2 separate regions of the Arachis hypogaea genome follow, and region 2 is linked to region 1. The links are chromatin contacts, called in public Hi-C maps. All regions are on one chromosome and are shown on one strand. The core of a region is the stretch at or near the end of the contact, and the rest is flanking DNA. Distances in the headings are between cores, read along the strand shown. Region 1 holds the start of LOC112772050 (probable beta-1,3-galactosyltransferase 2). Region 2 has its middle 7.9 kb from the start of LOC112771818.

What was found. A called contact is a pair of places that touch in the nucleus more often than the background predicts.
Region 2: a contact with region 1 is called in a Hi-C map of an unstated tissue, with 4 times the contacts expected there. The contact joins the enhancer-like site here to the promoter of LOC112772050 in region 1. A contact is called at or near these places in 3 of 8 Hi-C or Micro-C datasets (leaf and an unstated tissue).

What each region holds. Positions count from the first base shown.
Region 1 is chr18:7,873,439-7,880,344 of arahy.Tifrunner.gnm2.J5K5, reverse strand. It overlaps LOC112772050 (probable beta-1,3-galactosyltransferase 2), which reads left to right and starts at 3,825. Exons shown (of 11, transcript XM_025816937.3): 1 at 3,825-4,340; 2 at 5,447-5,543; 3 at 5,628-5,701; 4 at 5,788-5,999; 5 at 6,098-6,161; 6 at 6,393-6,465; 7 at 6,568-6,688; 8 at 6,788-6,875. The coding sequence starts at 4,225.
Region 2 is chr18:7,915,221-7,922,126 of arahy.Tifrunner.gnm2.J5K5, reverse strand. No RefSeq gene overlaps it. Among protein-coding and RNA genes, the nearest start is that of LOC112771818, 7.9 kb to the left of the region's middle. Within about 2 kb of position 4,411, at least 3 of the 3 cell types and tissues checked have open chromatin away from gene starts, as enhancers often do.

The DNA of each region.
Region 1 (6,906 bases), core at 2,576-5,075:
AATATGTTATTTAGTCAATTAATATATTTTGATGATCAGTGATGTATATATGTCAAAGTCTTAATTTTTGAATATTTTGCATAATTTATTTTATAATTGTTAGTGGAAAACAAAATGGAGACCAAGTCATGCAAGTTGGGGAACCTTTCTAGCTGGGTCATTGTCCATCTTCCCTACTTTACTCTTTATTCTTTTAAGCATATATCAAACTTTTTATCCCAAAATTCAAAAAAGAAAAAAAAAAAAAAATCACGGATAACATGGAGATATCCTTGTCAAGAATACAAAGCCGTGTTGTGTTATTTACCTAGAAAGCAAAAAAGGGGGGAAATTTTGAAGAATGTAAAACTTTTTAATTGATTGGCATTTGGTTCCATGAGTAGAATGAATAAGAAGTCAGAATTTAAATTATTTTTTAAATGAATCAATTCTTTTTCTTATATTTTACTATTAAACCAAATATAAAATTTACATGATCTAAATTTAATATTGGTTTAATTATTTTATTGATTCCTATAATTTTATCAAATTTTTAATTATATATATATATATATATATTTAATTGGATCCCTACATTATTTTTAATTTTGTAATTAGATCATTTTTATATAAAAAACTTTAAAATTAATAAAATATTTTTCCTAAAATATATGTAATCAAAGATCTAATTATGTTTTTAATTATAAATACCTTTAATTTAAAAAAAATATTTAGTTAATTTTATCATTTTTTATATTATGAAGGACCTAATTATAAAACTAATACCAATGTAGGAACTCAATTAAAAAGAAATATAAAAATCTAATAAAAAATTTGATAAAACTATAGAAATCAACAGAATAATTAAACTTTGGGGTAAGTATGATTTTGGTCCCTAAAGTTTTGTGCTAGAATCGAAATCGTCTCTTTTCTAATTTTGGATTTAAAATCGTCCTTAACGTTTTTGTTCGTATTATAATCGTCCTTTTAATTTTTTTGGACAAAAATACCCTCACCACTACCAACATAATTACTTCTTTCACCACCACCACCACCAACTGCCACTCCACCACCACCAACACCACCACCAATGCTGCCACCGTCCCCCTCCCCCTCCCCCTTCCCCCCACCTCCACCCCGCGTCCCCTCCCCCTCCCCGTCTCCCCCTTCCCCCACCCCACGTCCTTTCCCCTTTCCCCTCCCCGTCCCCGCCTCCCCTTCCCCCTACCCCGCGTCCCCTCCCCCTCTCCGTCTCTCCTTCCCCCCACCCCAAAAAGAAACAGAAATAGAGAAACAGAAATTCAAGTAACAAATTAACAAATTCAAGTACAAAGCTAAATCAACAGAGAAATACAAAGCCAAATCAGAAATTCAAAGCACAAAGAAGAGATCTGGTTCGAAGAAATTCAAATCAACAGAGGAGCATGCTTGAACGGCGGCGGTGAGCTCTGATTCGAGGAGATCCGAGACAAGAAAGAAGAGAAGGACGGGAGAGGGTCGCGGTTGATCTGGACAGAAGAGAGGCAGCGGCGGGACGACGGCTTCCCTTCCTCCTTCATCGTCGTCATCATCATTAGAGTTCTGGAGGAGGCGGCGGCGACGACGAGGTAACGGCGGCGACGACAGAGGCTCTCCGGCGCCGTCCCCCTCCCCCTCTCCTCCCTTCCCCCTTCGTATACCCTTTTCTTCCCCCCTCCCCCCCAACGCGTTTTCTTCCCCCTCCCCCAACACGCGTTTTCTTTTTTTTTTTATTTTATAATTTTTATTATTAAAATAGGAATAGGGGTAGTTTAGAAATAAAACAAAAAAATTTATTAAAAAAGACGATTTTAATACGAAAAAAAACGTTAAGGACAATTTTATATCAAAAATTATATGAGGGATGATTTCGATTCTAACTAAAAATTTTAGGGACCAAAACCATAATTACCCCTTAAACATTTAATATTCTATCCAATTACAAAGTTGAGTCAAATCAATTTCCAACAACAAAAATAATTTCTCTTTGCAATAACAATGACAAGGATGTAGGGTATGTAATCAGAGAGCTCAATCCCTACTGTTTTTGTATTTTCTCTAATGTAACAATTAAGTTTCATAATCAGAGTAATTAACTAATTAATGATGGACATGCAGCAAGTTGTAACTAGTTAACAATGGACTCATCATCAGATTGATGCATACATGGGGGAATTGATTTTTTCAATTTTTTTTTAATTATTCAGTAAAGTATGATTTCTTATCTTATATTTTTTAAGTGGAACAAAAAAAATATATAAAAAACATATTAAATAATAAAAAATCACATTTTATTAAATAACTAAAAAATTGAGGAAATTTGCTCTCGCATAAATGACTAAATGGTCTCATCAATTGCATGAAAAAACATGAACGCGTGTCAAGAGATAGTTTCCATTGATCATATTTCTTCCACACGACACGAGAATGGCAGTGAAGAAAATGGTTAATTCTGCCAATCATATAAAAATAGTTAAATACTACTATCAGTATAAAGGCGTCTAAATAATAGAAATGGATTTCTTAAATAGTATTTTAATTTGAGTTCAGCTTTTATCATTAAAAAATAAAAATAAAATGGAATATGGTAATTTGATAACTAGAACGGAGTTTAATTATTGCGTGAAAAAAAGGGTGAAAATTATTTTACTATTATCTATGTAAAAATTTCTATATTGATGCACCAACAGGACAAAATATTTCGAGTTATTATTCAAATTCATATAATTAATATAATTAAATGTACTTATAAAACTGTTTTATATTCACAGTTTATTAAAATTAAATTTATATAATTATTAGTTATAATTTGTAAGTTCATTTTTAGTTGCTAATAATTTTTCAGTCAAATAGTAAAATCCATTAAAACAGAAATGTTTCACAAGACCCATGTCTCCAATTTGAGTTTAGAGAGAGTGACAAAAAGACACCAATTAAATAAGAATATTTTTATTATTGACAATATCAAGTATATATAAAAAATTAACTATCAAATTAGTTATTCATACAAAATATAAAATATATATTAAAAATTATACATATAAAATACATATCTTTTTTATAGTAGATCGAAGTAACCCAACTTAATTTATATAATATTTTCTCTCGTCTATTAATTCGATTTAACTTAAACCGTTTTACGTATATATTCAAAATCTTAGTAAAATCGTTTTTACTTAAAACAATTTACTATGTTACTGTACTAAATCATTTTAGATTAGATCAATATGTATAAAGATATTTTCGAAGCAAAAGTCAAAACAAAATAAACAAGTAATATTAAATCCGAAATGATTTAAAATAGTGATTTATCCAATGTATTCATATACAAATATATTTTTATTTTATCATTCGGTCCTAAATTACGTCAAGTATAAAAAAAAGTATAAATAGACAATAAAAATATTAAACAATATGAATAATGGATGTATCGAATGTTTAATTCATTATGTGTGCGGATGGTTATTCTAATATTAAAATTTAGGTGAATAATTTAAAGTGTAGTATATTTTACTTAAATTGGGCCAATTTTAGAATCCGTTGTAACATAACCCATAAAAAACTTTCACCTACTTAAGTAAATAAGACTGATTTACGCGAATTTCACTTAATAATAAAGATAAAAAACAAATTATTTATTGAAACAAAACAAACAAAACTTGAATTAGTGTTAAATAAACCCCCCAAATATTTGTTTAAAAAAGTCTTCATGTTGGAGTAGAGGGTAGAGAATGAAAGATGCCAAATAGATTAGGAGGGTATAAATGTGAATGCAAGAAACAGTTACCGGAGTAGCAATAAATAAAGAGATCAGAAGGTGGCCCCAAGAAGAATGGTTTGGTAATATGGTGACTATAAAACTGAGCGGTTACAAAGTCTTCTCACTTCTCTTCAACGTCCCTTACCTGCAAAGCCACACACACTCTCTCTCTCTCACACACAAACACATAAAAAGAAAGAGAATAGAACCAACACAAAGCAAAGCATATAACAAAATAGCTGAAACAGAGCATAAAGAAAGGAACAAAACACTTAGAAAAAATAAAAATAAAAACAGAGCACTTCCTCTGTTCTGATTCATCTTCTCCTTCTTTTCAAAGGTGCCCACTTTGAAATTTTCTTCCTTTCCTTCACCATTCGCTGCTCCCGTTCTTACTCCTTTAGAATTGTCAACATGGTTTTCTCATTCTGAGTGTCAACTTGGCAAGTTGTGTTTTTGAAAGGACAATGAATTTGAAGAGCAGAGGAGAGGTTCTTCTTCCTCATAGAAGCTTTTTGTCTCAGAGATGGATGATTTTTCTTTGTATTGGAAGCTTCTGTGCTGGGATGCTATTCACCAACAGGTACATCAATTTCATTCTCTCTGTCATGTCTTATTTCATGTTGTTTTCCAGGTTTCTGATACATAATACCAAACAATATTCTGTTTATGAAAACCAGTCCATGTTGAAAATTTTTAATGGCTTTCTAATCCTGAAGAAGAGGCCTTTTCATATCACACCTCATGTTTAATTTTAATATTTTTCTAATTTTAAAAAAAATTATAATCAGTGTATTTCTGAATTTGGATGACCATTTATTTTGTGAAGAAATTCCAATTTGAAGAAATTTTTTGTCATATAATTTCAAAAAATATATAATTTTTTATCTGTCCTCTAATTTACTCAATTATCTTAAACACCAAAACTCAACAGGATAAGTAGAATGGATCCGAATTCAATTGGCAAAAGTTATCTTCATCTGAACCATGCCATATTTCAGTTTAAGATGCTATTCCTCCTCTATAATAATAACTAGAAGAAAAAGAAGTCAATTTTGGTCAGCACTCAGTACTGCTAATTAATTTCCTGTTCAATTATTTCTACCAATGTTTACAAATCTACCAGCAGGTTGAGTCAGACAACGTTTGTTATTATGGTTGAAAAAATAATTTACAGTTTATCCTAACTACTAGTTACTTCACATATATACATATCATACTCACTAATCAATGAGGAAGAAGACTTCTGACACCTAATAATTGATTGGCACCTCTAATCTCTAGTGACTAGTCTATTCTGCGGTAGTTGTAACTGAATCCCTTATTCATATTTACTAGTTGTTGAAACGTTTAAAGATGTATCCTTTTCAATTTTGAGATCTGTCATATTTAGTAATATTAAATAAAAGATATAGTCTAACTTACTCGGAGGTGCTTTAATTCTTTAATTGCATCTTTTTGTCCTTGATTGTTACTAATTGTTAGTATCATATTAAGCACATGGTGATGACTTCATTAATGTGTTACAACTAAATAAATGTAACAACTTTGATTATTCAATTGTTTTCAGGATTCTTAATTTGACTATGAGTTAGCATGTTTATGTTACCCTACTTTGGTACTTGCCATAGGAAGTTGTTAGAGATGGTTATTTTTGGTTCCTTTCTGATAAAAATGTGTTAACAACAGGATGTGGACTATTCCCGAACCTAAAGGACTTGCAAGGACAACAGCTATGGAAGCTGAAAAATTGAATGTTGTTTCGGAGGGTTGCAATTCAAGAATTGTAAGCTTATGTTACATAACATTAGTCTTCATAGTCACTTGTTATGTTTTGAATTCAGTGTTTGATAATCTGAAATTCCTTTAGTTGCAAGAAAAGGAAGTGAAGCGCGAAACGAGAAGCATCTATAAGGAAGTTTTCAAAACACAAAATGCCATGCAGTAAGTTATATACCATGATGCTGTTGTGTTGTGTTGTGTGCTGCTAAATTTTCATTTCAAGGCTTATGTGATTGTGTTGAATGTAGAACATTGGACAAAACTATTTCAAACTTGGAGATGGAGTTAGCTGCTGCAAAGGCAGCTCAGGAGTCGATTCGCAATGGCGCTCCTCTATCAGAAGATATAAAGGCAGTTGAATCAACTCCTAGGAGAAGGTACCTCATGGTCATAGGAATCAACACTGCTTTTAGCAGCAGGAAAAGAAGAGACTCCGTCCGCCAAACCTGGATGCCTCAAGGTTCATAATTTGATCCATCAATTCTAGTATTCTGCCACCATTTTCACAATATTCGTTGTGGTTTCTGATTATCTGTTCTTGTGGTAACATGGAAATAGGTGAGAAAAGAAAGAAGCTAGAGGAAGAGAAAGGCATTATCATCAGATTTGTAATTGGTCATAGGTAAACTATCTCATTTTTCTTTTGTAATTTCTATGATTTTATAATTGGTCATAGGAAGAGAAATGCTTACATTAGATCATCTAATTTGAACTAATATAGAAGTTTATAGAACCAACAATCCTATTTTTTCATTGGGATACACTTGAATATTTCCAGTGTTCATAATTATATTGAATGAATTGTAAATTGAAGCTTTCTTCTAATTCTTCCTTTATTCCCCTCTTTCTCCAGTGCTACATCAGGTGGTATATTAGACAGAGCTATAGAAGCAGAAGATAGGAAGCATGGAGATTTCTTGAGGCTGGTAAATAATGTTACTCTTTGTCATGTTTTTCTCATATCATGGTTACAATTTCTAAAAGAAAAACTAGCAGATTGTGTAAAAAACTGTGGTTTGATTTTGCAGGATCATGTTGAAGGGTACCTTGAATTATCAGCAAAGACAAAGACCTACTTTGCAACTGCTGTTAACTTATGGGATGCTGATTTCTACATTAAAGTTGATGATGATGTTCATGTAAATATAGGTATCAAAATTTGATCTCTACATCAAATTACTACTCATATCAAACAAGGTTTCATGTTTACTTTCTTAGCATCATACTCATTATTCACTCCCTTTTCAGCAACACTTGGAGAGACTCTAGTTAGACACCGGTCGAAACCACGAGTATACATCGGATGCATGAAATCCGGGCCTGTTCTTTCCCAAAAGTGAGAATTATTTTCATCTATAGGATTTTGA
Region 2 (6,906 bases), core at 3,162-5,661, 41 kb before region 1:
GCCCTGATTTGTTTAAAATTGCTGATTTGTGCTTCATCAATTGTTGAAGATTTCTGAAGTTGTTATATCCGAGTTCTTATTTGCCCTCATTTGCTTTATGTTTCTGATTTCTGTGTCATCTTTTTTTAAGATTTGGAAATTTGTGATTGTTGAGTGTTGATTCCATAGTTTGCGCATGATAAATTTTTTTTACCTTACTTGTGCTTGTTAATTGCTTATTTGTGAATTTGTGATTGTTATATTTATAAATTTATTTATGATGATTATTGTATAGAAAAACAAATAAGGTAATTTGAGAACTATTTATCATAATTATGTTCCTAATCACTCTTTTTCCTTATCAAAATTAGTACACACTGGTGTGTTATTTTGAATTGGAAATGTATTTTTACTACTGTTTGACATACTAAGAATGTAAAAATTTATTGAAAAAGTTAGAAGCACCAACATTTGATTTTAAATATGACAAAGATATCTCTTCCTTGGAAAGCGAATGATCCCTCTCGTGGCCATTGAATTGTACCAAATCACCACATGCCTTAATTGGTGTAGTTTCATCTTCAAACATGTAGGAAATATCTTGATTAGCTTCATTAAGTAATTTTATTTGGACTTGTTGATTCATTTTTGTGTTGTGTTACTATTTCTTGATAATTTAGTAAATGATTTTTGCTTACTGTTAAATGTATAGTAGCCTGGTTAACAATGGCTTCCACAAGTAGAAGATCTACAAGTGGTTCGTACGGCAACAACAATGTAACGGGGGAACATTTTTGTGAGTGTGGTTTAAGAGCTCCGTTACCATTTTTACCTACCAAAATTAAGATAATCAACCTTGTGCAAAATTAAATTTTGTGAACATAAATTAACTAAATTAAATAAAATTAACATAAAGTAACAAAAAATAATAAAACAGCAAACATTAACATAAATAACCACAATTAATCCACAGCCTACAATTCACACCATAAGCAAGTACAAATATGAAAAATTGAACCATAAACAGTTAGTTGCTATTACAAATTAAGAGGTGCTATTACAATGTTTCTCATCTCAACAAGTTATACAAATTAAAATGCAGCCACTACAACACTACTCAATCGATTACAATGTTCATTACGCTGCTCTTACAACACTACTCCATACGACTTGTTCGCCACTCTTCATACATCTCAGTTGCTACGTTGTCACGCCAGTGAGCCCACTCGTTCGTGTTTTCAACCACATCAATGATTCCATCCTGTGCTTCATCTCCATCAGGCATAAATTCATCCAATATGCTACCTTGCTCCTCCGGATCCATATTCATACTCTTTCGAATGAAATTTTGCAGCAAACAACAAGCAATAATAATTTGAGATTGTATCTTTAGAGGGTAAAAGTTAGGGATTCTTAAAATGGACCACCTCTTCTTCAGCAAACCAAAGCATCGCTCAATGATATTCCTGGCGGAAGAATGAACCCTATTAAAATATTCTTGGTAATTGCACGGTGCATTTGCTCCTTGGGCCCACTCTCTAACATGATATCGAGTGTCTCTATACAGTGCTAGAAACTCCGGACCATTGGTGTAACCAGCATCAACTAAATAGTAATACCTGATTGCAAATAAGTAATGCAAACAATATAAGCTTAACTATCGTGAACTCAAGCTATATGTATAGACTTAACTCCAAAGATGGCATAATTACCGTGGGGTATCTTAAGACTATTACGACGAGTTATTGCATCTTGAAGTACCCGTGAATCAGATGCCGATCCCTCCTATCCACTGAGTACATAAACAAAACTCATCTCCTGGTTACACACTCCTAAGACGTTGGTGCAGATTTTACCCTTTCTTGTTTGGTATCTTACATTCTCATACTCGGGGACTGTCACCTCTATATAAGTGCCATCTAATGCTCCCAAGCAACCTTATCATCCATAGAAAGTTATGATACTTAGATATAGAATTCTTCAGGCAAATATGAATCATACACAACATCGAGTAAGCTCTACCTTAAACCTTATCCATGTGGGGTCAAGACAATCCTCTTCAACTGGTGTAGCCTTAGCAAACAAAATGCTTTGAATACGTATTACAGCATTCAAAACTTTATTAAAATACTTACTCACTATCTCTCTGGACCTACAAAATCTAACCTGTAGACTACGATTTTTTTTTGTGATGTGCTAAGATAATTAAGAAAGTCGCAACCTGCTCCGGCAGGCTTACATGATCATCCTCTTTAAGTCGTCCGTGAACTTGGAGCAACTCACACAAATTAGCAAAGGCATTTGTGTTTATTCTCAACTCCCAAATACAATTCCTATCACCCTCACCAACAATACGCTCTAAAGCCTCACGTCTAATTCTACTATTCATTCTTCCGCCTAACGACAGTTGGCCACTAGTTCTATCCCTAAAGTAAACAAATAGCGTAAGCACAAAGAACAACATCAAATCTTCATGCTTGGATCTCATCTCTTCATAAAAACACATGCGTTGCTTAATAATTTTTTACCACTCCATTTCTTCCTAGCAAAGTCATTACATTAAAAAACGCATAAACATTCAAATAAATCTAATACTTCTTGATGCAAAATCTGCTATATCTTCTTAGAACCGAAAACAAAATCAAGAAACTGGAACCAATAGACAGTTAACACTATTTACTTCTCAATTTTAATTTAGTTTCAATTGGAAATCAAAACAGGAAATACAATAGAAACACACATTAAATGAAAATATCAATTTTCCTCTCTCATTTTATATACTGAAAGTGACTTTTTCATGTATTTTAAGCAAATCAAAGTCTTCCAAAAGCTATTGTGGTTTAGATTAAAAGAGTTGTGTTAAGAGTTATTACTTCGAATCATCCATGATTATCATACAAACTATATTAATGTCGTTGAGATTATTCATCCTAAGGAGTTAACCAAGAAAACATGAAAAGGCTATTAGACTTGTGCAGATTCTGAAAAAAGTAGTTGGAGTTATACTAACTAACAACATCTTAACAAGTCACGCAACTAAAAAGAGAAAAGTTAATTAGACTTGTGCAGATTAAATAATTCAAATGAACTTAATAATCATTAATTTTGAAGATTCAATAGACTCAAGACTATCTTACCTTTTACAGCTAAAATAAAAATTCTACTTCATTTGATAAGAGAGGGGTTTAGTAAAGATAATAGCAATTTAGTCAACTCCTGAAATATGTTAAATTTGCAAAACTGATGCTGATTAATACGTTCTCCTAACAAAGTGCAACCCAATTTCAAATAAAGTGCTTGGTGCAATTGTATAAAATTTTATTAGCTATAAATTAGTCCTAGAGTGCCACTACTCTTTAAACTACAACTAAGCTAACAAATTTTTCATCCGTAGCAATTTCAGAAATCAGTGTGAGTGAGTTGGTTATAGCCACAACAATCATACATTTACAAAATAATTTACATAATTTCACATTAAACAGACGTAAATTATGCAAAAAGAGCATCAAAAGTTCAAAATCAAAAGCTGCATAAACATGAATTCCAAAAAAACTAAACATGACCAAAACCAATTCATAAGAAGCACAACACAAACGAAATTAATGAAACAAGACATAAGAACATAGAACCAAATCCACAAAAGCTATCTACGCATCTATACATTAGAACAAAGAACCAAATCGCATTGAAGAGAGAAAAAGAAAGATTCTTTCTATGCATCTAGTAGAACAAAGAACCAAATCCACAGAACGTAAGTCGCGACATAAAAAAATGAACAAAATCAATAAAGAAATTTGGCCACAACTAACCTAGGTTACACAAGCTATGACGATGACAAGGAAGCTGTTGAACTCGACAGCAACAGGGGAGACTTTTTCAACTGGGTTCCTCGAATGTTGTCCTGTGAAGAAGAAAATGAAGACATGAAAACTTGCGGCCTAGGAAGATGAACTTCGATGGCGACTCACTTACCTTGCGATGGTTATGACGGCGGCGACAAGGTGGCTGTCCTGACACTGGCGATGCACAAGGTGCACTTCGAAGAACAAATGAGAAGATTGAGTGAGGGGGCTGCTCATACTGAAGTCCTAATCTGATTTGAAGAAAGGGTAAAGTTAACATTAGTTAATTAGGATAGGGATATTTTAGGTACAAAATATTATTAAAGTTTCTATCTCTATCTTTAAAAATCTCAGTCTCCAGTGTCCCTACTTTTTGGAGGTACTAAAATATTAAAATTTTTTAGATAGAGACACAAATTTAAGTACCAATCTCTAACTCAACAAATATAATACTGAGTTCTTGTCTTCCAGTCTCAGTTTCAGTTTTTGCAAACAAACCCTACCTTAATGTATGAACCTATAGACCGCGGCTAAATAGCTCTATCTAGGCAGCTTCGGTGTGGAATGTAGAGCCTATCCCGTGAGGCTTAGGTGGGTCCATGGGTGTTTAACAGGCCAGGGGTGGTTTGGGCCAGAGTGCCAAATTGATTAGGTTGAAGTGGAAACTGTGAGGGATTACGTAGGAAAGTTATAGAGCCAAATGGACCAAAAAAAAAAAAAAAAAAAGAATGGCGTAGCTTATACAGGCGGGGCCAACACGTGCTGGAAATTTATAATTACCTGAGGATTACATGACCAAAAACAAGAGAAAGGACACGGCTATTTTGGTTTAATTATTGGGGTGTGGATACCTTGTGCATCAATTTATCGTGTAAATAGTCACACACAAAAAAAATTATCGTGTAAATTGTGATAGGATTAATTAATTTAGATTGGTTGAGTGATCAGTTTATTAATCTGCTTAAATAAGTGTTGGGATTCGAATATCGTCTTGTGTATGCAATAACTTATTAGCCAATAACAAACACTTAAATGGAGTTCAAATCAACAACAGATTAATTTTTAGTCTATTAGAATGGAAGATACCATAAACAACAACAAAAAATTGTAAATGAGTGTTTATAGTAAGAGTAATTTATGTTAATAAATTGATTGGAAACTAATATTATATCTATATCTTGAATAGAAATTGATCATACATTTGTCCTAAATAAATTTATATAAATTAAATCAAATAAACTCAATTTACGCATATAAATCGATTCACTAATTCAATTTATGCACAAATATTCAGTGTTTTTGATTTACTAATAGAGAGATAGAGAATGATAAATCGAAAGAATATGTTCTGATTTACTTAAAATGACTAGTATACTTATTGCAATACCCAATTCATTCTTAAAATGATGGCTAAAAAGATCAAAAGAATAGTGACCAAGAAAAAGCTATCTATATTAGTATGTGAATATGATGAAAATAGTAGGATAAAAAAATAAAATTAAATAAAAAAATTTTATACATAAAAAAATTGAGTTAAATAAAAATAATTTATTAATAATTTTTAATTTTTTATGTAAAAAATTAATAAGAACTTATGTTATTGTTAAAAGAATTTGATATCAAAATTAAAAAATTTTTTGTGTTACAATTAAAAAATTTGTGTCACGGTTAAAAAATTTTAGTATTATTTTTTGATAAATTATGCATAACTGAAAATTTCTCTTCTTCGTGATCATTATCTTTTCCTTTTTTTATTCATCTTCTCTTTTTTATTTCATCTTCTCATCATTTTTTTTGTTTTACCCTTTTATAAAAATAAAAAAAAGAAAAAATTAAACAAAAAAGAAAAAAAATACATAATGCTGTAAAATCACCACGAAGAGGAAGAGAACAAGAAAAAAATGCAGCAACATACAACGGCATCAATAAAAGAACGACGATGAGGAGGAAACATGCGAGGAGGAAGAAGAGGAAAAAAAAGAAGAATCACAGATACAAATATTCACATTAGTGGAGAATTAGAGTGTGTAGACATGCTCTCACTAATAAAATTGATTTTTGTTAAAAAAAATATTATTTTTATATTTTATTTAATTATTTTAGCCTTATGTATAATAATTGTTTTGTTAAAAAATTTTCTATCATAAATATTATAGTGTTTCAAGTTTACAATTAAATGATAAAAAATGTTGAATAATTACTTAATAGAGAGAGAGACATTATCTATACCTATAAATATAAAGAGAATTATTGTTGTTTGATTTTAACTTTTGTCTTTTTTATAACTTTTTGTCTCTCACTCAATTATAATGAAGAATCAAAGTTAGTCAATTCTGAATTATATTTTTATAGATTCTTTAATTATACGAAGTTATAATTCTTCTTGTATTCTATAAAAAACAAATAAAAATGTGATCGATGTATACCAAGTGTGTGACAAGACTCGAATATTAATAATAAATATATTATGTAATAGGGTTTAGTTAGCATATATTTTAAGTGCACATGTTATCTAAGAGCACACATTAAAATGATAAATTAAAAAAAAAGTTTTTTTTTTAAAATACAAAAGATTTAAGTTTTTAATGTATTTATTTTATATTTATTAAATAAAAATATTTAAAATTTTTTACTAATGATAAATTTATCATGTGCCCTCATGATACATATTAACTAAACCCTATGTAATATCACCAACACATTGAAATAGAAAGAAAATATTTTACATTAATATATTTTTTCATGTTTAGTTAAATTAGTAAAAACTTGATTAATATATTTTAAATTTTTAATATTTAAATATATTCATTTTGATTTTCTTATTATTTTTTATGTATTATTTTTATCTCACTACTAAAATTTGTTGGATTTGTCACTTCATGAAGAGGACGAGTTGAAAAAAATTGGTTGCACTATTTGTAACAAGTTATAATTAGTGCGGAAGTTATGGAAATAGTGTACTCTAAATGTGTGGAAGAAGATGGGTTTTAGTGTCGATAAGAACAAGGATTGAAGCTTTGGTTCGCACATGAAGATAACAATGCAAAATTTGGATGATTTGTATGAAATGTCGAATGTTACTAAT